Regions from separate parts of the Hordeum vulgare genome. Here region 1 is linked to region 2. A link is a contact called in public Hi-C data. All regions are on one chromosome and are shown on one strand. The core of a region is the stretch at or near the end of the contact, and the rest is flanking DNA. Distances in the headings are between cores, read along the strand shown.

Region 1 (3,573 bases), core at 724-3,223, 410 kb before region 2:
AATGTCTATGCTTTAAAAATTTGTTCACGCTTTCAAATTTGTTCGGAGTTTTTCGAAGTTGTTCTCTTTTTAAAATTTTGTTCTCAATATTTAAAAAAAGTTTGTGCTATAAAATAATCATTCGCGCTTCTAAATTTGTTCACGATTTTTAAACATTGTTCTTCAAATTAGAAAAAACAAAATGTTTCAAATACGAAAATAAAATGAAAAATAAACAAAAAGTAAGCAAAAAAGTAAAAAATAAAGGAAATAAGCAGAAAAGGAAAATATAAATAAAAAGTTAATTACAAATATTTTAAGGAAAAACAATAAGCTGGGCCGGCCAGTCGGGCAAGCCCTTGTGCGATGCAGCTCGTCCCTGCCGCTACGAGCGGCGGGTAGGAGCGGAAAACCTTATTCGCGGCTCTGTGGGAAATTATGTCGGGGCTTCACACGGAACGGAGCGGGAGAGGGCTGCCTGGCTGCAGCACTCCGGTTTTGGGAACGTTCTACTGGATCAAGCAGTTTTTTTTTTTAGTTTTTGGAAACTTCTAGAAGATTCCCTGATCCGATTTTTTTTCTTTTCTGTTTTTTATTTTCTTTTTCTGTATAAAAAATGTTCTCGATTTTTAAAAAATGGTTTTGTATTTTCAAAAAACATTCTCAATTTTAAAAAAAATTGTTCTCGGTTTTCCAATTTATTCTTAAGATTCAAATTAGTTCTCGGTTTCAAAATTAGTTCTCAAGATTCAAAAAATATTCGTGCTTTAATAATTATTTCAAATTTGCTAGGTTATTTTGTAAAAAAAATTTCTCGAGACTAAAAAAATGTTCATGCTCTAAATTATTGTTTGCGCTTCAAATTTGCTCAGGAATTTTCAAAATTGTTATCCGTTTCAAATTTTGTTCTCAATATTCATGTTTTAAAACATGTTTGTGTTTAAAAAAATTGTTCTTCCTTCCAAAAAAATTCAGTGTTTTTTAAATAGTTCTACGTTTCAAAAACAATTCTGAAGATTCAAAAAATGTGTGTGCTTTAAAAAATTGTTCGTGCTTCCAAACTTGTTTAGGATTTTTGAAAAAAAAACTCGGTTTTAAAATTTGTTCTCAAAATTTAGAAAATGTCCTTGCTTTTCAAATTGTTATTGGATCTTCCCAATTTGTGCGTGGTTTTTCAAAATATTTCTCCGTTATAAAATTTTGTTCTCAATATTGAAAAAATGTTTGTGCTTTAAAGAATTGTTTGCGCTTCCAAATTGGATCACGATTTTTAAAAGTTGTCCTCGGTTTCAGAAAAAAATCAAAATTCAAAAAATGTTCGTGCTTTTAATATTTATTCATGCTTTCATGTTTGTTTTAGGTTTTTCGAAATTGTTTTTCTTTTCAAACTTTTGTTCTCAAGATACGAAAAATGTTCGTGTTTAAAAAAAAATCACGCTTCCAAATTTGTTCACGATTTTTCAAAATTGTTCTCTGTTTCAAAATTTTGTTCTCAAATTGAAAAACTGTTCGTGTTTAAAAATTTGTTCGCACTTTAAAATTTGTTCTGGGTTTTTCAAAATAGTTCTCCTTTTCAAACTGTTGTTCTAAAGATTCAAAAAATGTTCGTACATTAGAAAATTGTTCGCGTCTCCAAATTTGTTCATGATTTTCAAAATTGTTTTTCAAATTCGACAAATGTTTGTGATTCAAATACAAAAAGGAAAGGAAAAAAAGAAATAAAAACAAAAAAAACAAAAAAAAGTAAGCAAATAAGCAAAAAAGAAAAAAAGAAAAAAAGAAAAAAAAATAGAAAAACATTTATTGGATTTTAGGAAAACAATTCGGGGCCGGTCCAGTTGGAGTGAGCTCCTGTTCTTTGCGGCTTGTCCCTACCGCAACAAGCGGCAGGTAGGAGCTCACCAGTTTTTCTACCTACTTTCTTGTTTTAGTATGTGCTAATGGGCCAGCCCATTATTGCAGATGCTTCACACGAGGTATCCTTTTGTTCGCGTGAAGTGAGATATAGTCGCCGCAAAAGAAGGAGAGCTCAGCGCTAGTGGGGAGCTTATGTGTACGGCGACCTAGATTGTTTGTCTTTTGACGGGGAAAAGGAGATTCTCATTATTCAAGAAGACTTTTCTGCCATAACCAAATTTACAACAAAGTCTATCCCAACATTTAACCAAACTGTAGTTTGAATGGTACTGCACCCTATGCGGCCAGCTCATGGCTAACATTATTTTGCGGCGACCCAGTTAGCTGGTTCATTTGCCTGCTGGACGCTTCCTTTGCCCAACTCCTATTTGCGCATGTTTCATGAGTTACAGTGAAATTGGTAAAATGTGTGGACATGTGCGTCTATACCTCCCTCGACGCGAGTTCGATGCTAGCCTCGCGTGAAACGAGCGCCATACTGGGCCAACCAAGGCACGTAGGTGGCCACTGGCTTTTTTTTTCTTTTTATCATATGTGTTTTTCTTTTCTTTTTTATTTCTTGTATACTTCCAAATATTTGAAGCATATATATTACAAAAGTATACTTTACCCACAATTTTTAGAAATGTTAATCATGCATTTCGAAAATATTTAATATGTATAGAGAAAATGTTTCCGATATACATGAAAATGTGTACATAAAATATACAATAGTTATGGAAAAAGTAGACATAAATATTATATTTTTGAAAATCTTAATCATTTCCGAAACGCTACACATGTATATAATTTTATTTCTGATGTGTATAAAAAATTTGTATATTGTGAATGGAAAAAGTAGATATCCAAATTTTAAACTTGTAATAAAACATACTTAATGTAGAACAAAAATGTCGACCATGCATTAAAAACTACTCCCTCTGTTCCTAAATATTTGTAGTTGGAAAGAACTAGACTAGTTCTCCTCAAGTACAAGTATTTATGTACAGAGTAAGTAATACATAAAACTATATATTTTTTCAAATTCTTGATCATGTAAGAACAAATGTAAATCATGTATCTATAAGTGTTAAACACGTACTTCCTCAGTACCACAATATTTGTTGTTGGAGAGAACTAGCCTAGTTCTCCCCAACAACAAATATTTAGAAACAGAGGAAGTACAAGATACTTGAATAAATATTAATAATATATTTATGAAATGTCAAATATATAAAAAGTTATTACTGATGTATAAAAAAGATATAATTTGGGTTAAAATCGAATAAAAAGATATTTTAAATAAATTAAATTAATATCATATATAAAAAAGGTTTATCATTAACGTTTTTAGATTAAAATATTTATTCTAAATCTAAAAATCTATAATTTATATGAAAAAACACTCAACAGCTATGTTTTTTTACAAATGGTAATCATGCATTTAAAAATTGTTAGTTTAATGGAAAAAAACCTAGTATACATGATCTACACAAATGTTTCTGAAAACTGTAGAAATATTTTGAAGAAAACAAAATGAAGAAAGGGGTGAATACCGAAGAGCTGGAAAAAAGAAACGCCCCAAAATCATAGAGAAAACGAAATTCTAGAAAAAAGAAAGAAAGCTGATGCAAAATAAGAAAGGAGCAAAAATGACGAAATGAAACAAACTAGGAAATGATAGAAAAAATCAATGAA
Region 2 (3,652 bases), core at 95-2,594:
TCCGATAAAGCTTGCCTAACATCAGATTCATTTTTAGACTTCTCAATTTAGAAGGAATCCCTTCCATCTGCAGAAAACATGTAGGTCAAACTTTGCACCAATTGTCATTGTCAGATGAACAAACCACATCTAGATCCAAATCATCCTACACAAATTTTAAAACCCCAAACCTCTTGAAGTGCTTCACGATACTCATGTAGAGCAGAATGGCAAATAGCTATTTTAGACTTCACCTACAACAGTAGAGCAAAACTGAACTGAGTTACTTGCTAGAGGTGTATAGAAAATAAATTACCAACGCAAGAAACATCAAATGGTCTGTTGTGGTCTTCACACCTCATTTTCATTGAACGGCGTAACATTTGATCGGACAGTAGTGGAAACTGAGATTCTGGCAGTACTTGTAGCTTGTCTGGGGATACTTTTGCTACATTGCATAGCTTGCTTGTAGACATTCTATAATGATCAAAAAGTGGAAAATAAGAAACTTAAATTTCAACCGTAAGCACTGAACAGTCAAATGTATGCTCAGCTTTCCGACACAATAAAGTTCCTCGTTGCATTCTAAATTTCTAATCAAGCATGGTTTCTCGGCAATGTTACCAGTGCCCTCCGAAACTCTTTCTCCCCATACAACGCATCACCATGCAGGACCTGCAATACAGCACGCAACATTTCAGGCACGAAATGTGAACATTGTGCCATCTAGGCAATAGAAATGGACATTCGGCAGTGCAACATCGTTTAAGAGTAGGACCGAGCTAGTACCCAATTCCCCTACCGAGCTACAAAGGGCAACTTACCAAGCTTTCTGCCTTCATGGACATGCTGGCCTCGTTACTTGCGCCGCCAGAAGACACAAGAAAGCATCCCTGCAAGTCATGAAGAATTAGTATTCCCACCTGAAAACCTCTGTACAGAAGGAAAATCTAACGAGAAACCCCTGTTTTCCTTTCGCAACTCGGCTAAGGCCCCCTTTTGGAGCGCGGGATTCTTTCTCCAATTCCTAGGCCAGCAAGCCAGCTCGCTCCCTAGCTCAACTACCTAGCCACCAGCGAGCAGCCGGCACACGCGCGCCACAGGCAAGCAACGGAGCAGTTGATCCGGGGCAAAACCCTAGCGATTTCAGAGTGGGGGCGGGGGCGGGGGTTACGTACGAGCGTCTGGGCGGAGTCGAAGAGGCCGGCGTCGAGGAGGGCCGCCATCGAATCCCGCGCCGCCTCCATCTACGGCGGGCGCGCGGCGGTCCGATCTGGCGCGGCGCGCTGTTCGCTGATGAGGGTTTGCCGAGGGATTTTTGAATTGGGATTTCGCTGCTCGGTTTGTGATTGGAGAACCGTCACTCCCTTCCCCTCACTGCTCAGTACACAGGAGGAACGAGGGAGATAGGAGAAAGAGGGGGTTCGGAATGGGCTCTACCCGGGCTTGTGCGGCCCAGTTACTTGGGCCCGCTTCGAAATTTCACGCGAGCGGCCAGCATTATTTTTCCGTTTTGGGGGGGAAATACGACGTTTCGTTCGAATAGTACCAGACCGCTAATCGAGCGCCGACGTCGCCGGGATATATACGTGCCGGCCGTCCCATGCATCGGCCGGGCGTGATGGTGCGCGCCTATGACTCCAGCTTTGGAGGGCTAGAGTTGGCATCTCTGTGGTTTGGGATTGTCGGAGGCCGCGCACGCACGAACCCAACAGGGAATTGTTGCGTTCCTTGATTTCAATATCATGGATCGATCTTTCCCTTCATTATCGTCTCTAGAGAGAGCTAGAGCTTAAATATGTCGGACAATGGTCGTCTAGGGTATGCAATGTCGATTTGGCATTGTGTGTGTGCTGCGGGGGACACTCCCAGCCGTAGCCCGCCTCTTAACAAGAGATGACGTGCGGGGGTTCTCCTTTAAACGAGCCCGCAACGTGTAATTATCGTGCGTGCGCTTGGCCCTTACTCTCCTAACCTCATATATGCCAACTCTTTTTATCATCGAAATTTATTAAAAGTATAAAACACTTTAAACATAATTAAAAAACAACATCAAGATTTCGAGACCATTGAACGACCATTACCGTTATTCGAACGAGCCACCGACGCGTCATTGTCGACGCTCCCCTAACTGAGCCAGCTTGACCTTGTTAATGACAATCAGAAAATCTTTATGCACGTGCCCCAAAGGACCAGTCTCTTGGAGTTGTAGTCGTCGTTATTGAACCACTGAATAGATTTGAAGCACCTCACATCAAATCTCGCCACATGAAGCACCTCCCAACTCTTTATTATCGAAAATTATCGAAAGTACAAAGCATTTTCATAATAAAAAAATTACATCAAAATTTCGAGACCATCGAACTACCGTTATTCGAACGAGCCACCGACGCGTCGTTGTCGACGCTCCCCTAACTGAGCCAGCTTGACCTTGTTGATGACAATAAGAAAATCTTCATGCACGTGCCCCAAAGGACCAGTCCCTTGGAGTTGTAGTCGTGGTCATTGAACCACTGAATAGATTTGAAGCACCTCACATCAAATCTCACCACATGAAGCACCTCATATGCCAACTCTTTTTATTATCGAAAATTATCGAAAGTACAAAGCACTTTAAACATAATAAAAAAATTACATCAAAATTTCGAGACCATCGAGCGACCACTACCGTTATTCGAACGAGCCACCGATGCGTCGTTGTCGACGCTCCCCTATGTCAGCTTGACCTTGTTGATGACAATCGAAAAATCTTCATGCACGTGCCCCAAAGGACCAGTCCCTTAGAGCTGTAGTCGTCGTCATTGAACCACTGAGTAGATTTGAAGCACTTCACATCAAATCTTGCCACATGAAGCATCTCATATGCCAAATCTTTTTATTATCGAAAATTATCGAAAGTACAAAGCACTTTAAACATAATAAAAAATTACATCGAAATTTCGAGACCATCGAACGACAACTACCGTTATCCCAACGAGCCACCGACGCGTCGTTGTCGACGCTCCCCTATGCGAGCTTGACCTTGTTGATGACAATCAGAAAATCTTCATGCACGTGCCCCAAAGGACCAGTCCCTTGGAGTTGTAGTCGTCGTCCTTGAACCACTAAATAGATTTGAAGCACCTCACATCAAATCTCGCCACATGAAGCACCTCATATGCCAACTCTTTTCATTATCGGAAATTATTGAAAGTACAAAGCATTTTAAACATAAAAAAATACATCAAAATTTCGAGACCATCGAACGACAACTACCATTATTTGAACGAGCCACCGACGCGTCGTTGTCGACGCTCCCCTATGCCAGCTTGACCTTGTTGATGACAATCAGAAAATCTTCATGCACGTGCCCCAAAGGACCAGTCCCTTGGAGCTGTAGTCGTCGTCATTGAACCACTGAATAGATTTGAAGCACCTCACATCAAATCTCGCCACATGAAGCACCTCATATGCCAACTCTTTTTATTATCGAAAATTATCGAAAGTGCAAAGCACTTTAAACATAATAAAAAAATACATCGAAATTTCGAGACCATCGAACGACAACTACTGTTATTCGAACGAGCCACCGACGCATCGTTGTCGACGCTCCCCTATGCCAGCTTGACCTTGTTGATGACAGTCAGAAAATCTTCATGCACGTGCCCCAAAGGACCAGCCCCTTAGAGTTGTA

Evidence for each region. A called contact is a pair of places that touch in the nucleus more often than the background predicts.
Region 1: a contact with region 2 is called in a Hi-C map of seedling, with 3 times the contacts expected there. The contact joins the enhancer-like site here to the promoter of LOC123425353 in region 2. A contact is called at or near these places in 2 of 6 Hi-C or Micro-C datasets (leaf and seedling).

The regions. Positions count from the first base shown.
Region 1 is chr1H:82,772,616-82,776,188 of MorexV3_pseudomolecules_assembly, reverse strand. No RefSeq gene overlaps it. Among protein-coding and RNA genes, the nearest start is that of LOC123425362, 150 kb to the left of the region's middle. Within about 2 kb of position 1,973, at least 3 of the 3 cell types and tissues checked have open chromatin away from gene starts, as enhancers often do. A contact at or near this core is called in leaf and seedling, where this site is marked.
Region 2 is chr1H:82,363,856-82,367,507 of MorexV3_pseudomolecules_assembly, reverse strand. LOC123425353 (anaphase-promoting complex subunit 7) reads right to left here and starts at 1,344. Exons shown (of 18, transcript XM_045109042.1): 1 at 1,158-1,344; 2 at 804-872; 3 at 604-654; 4 at 337-456; 5 at 171-233; 6 at 1-67. The coding sequence starts at 1,226.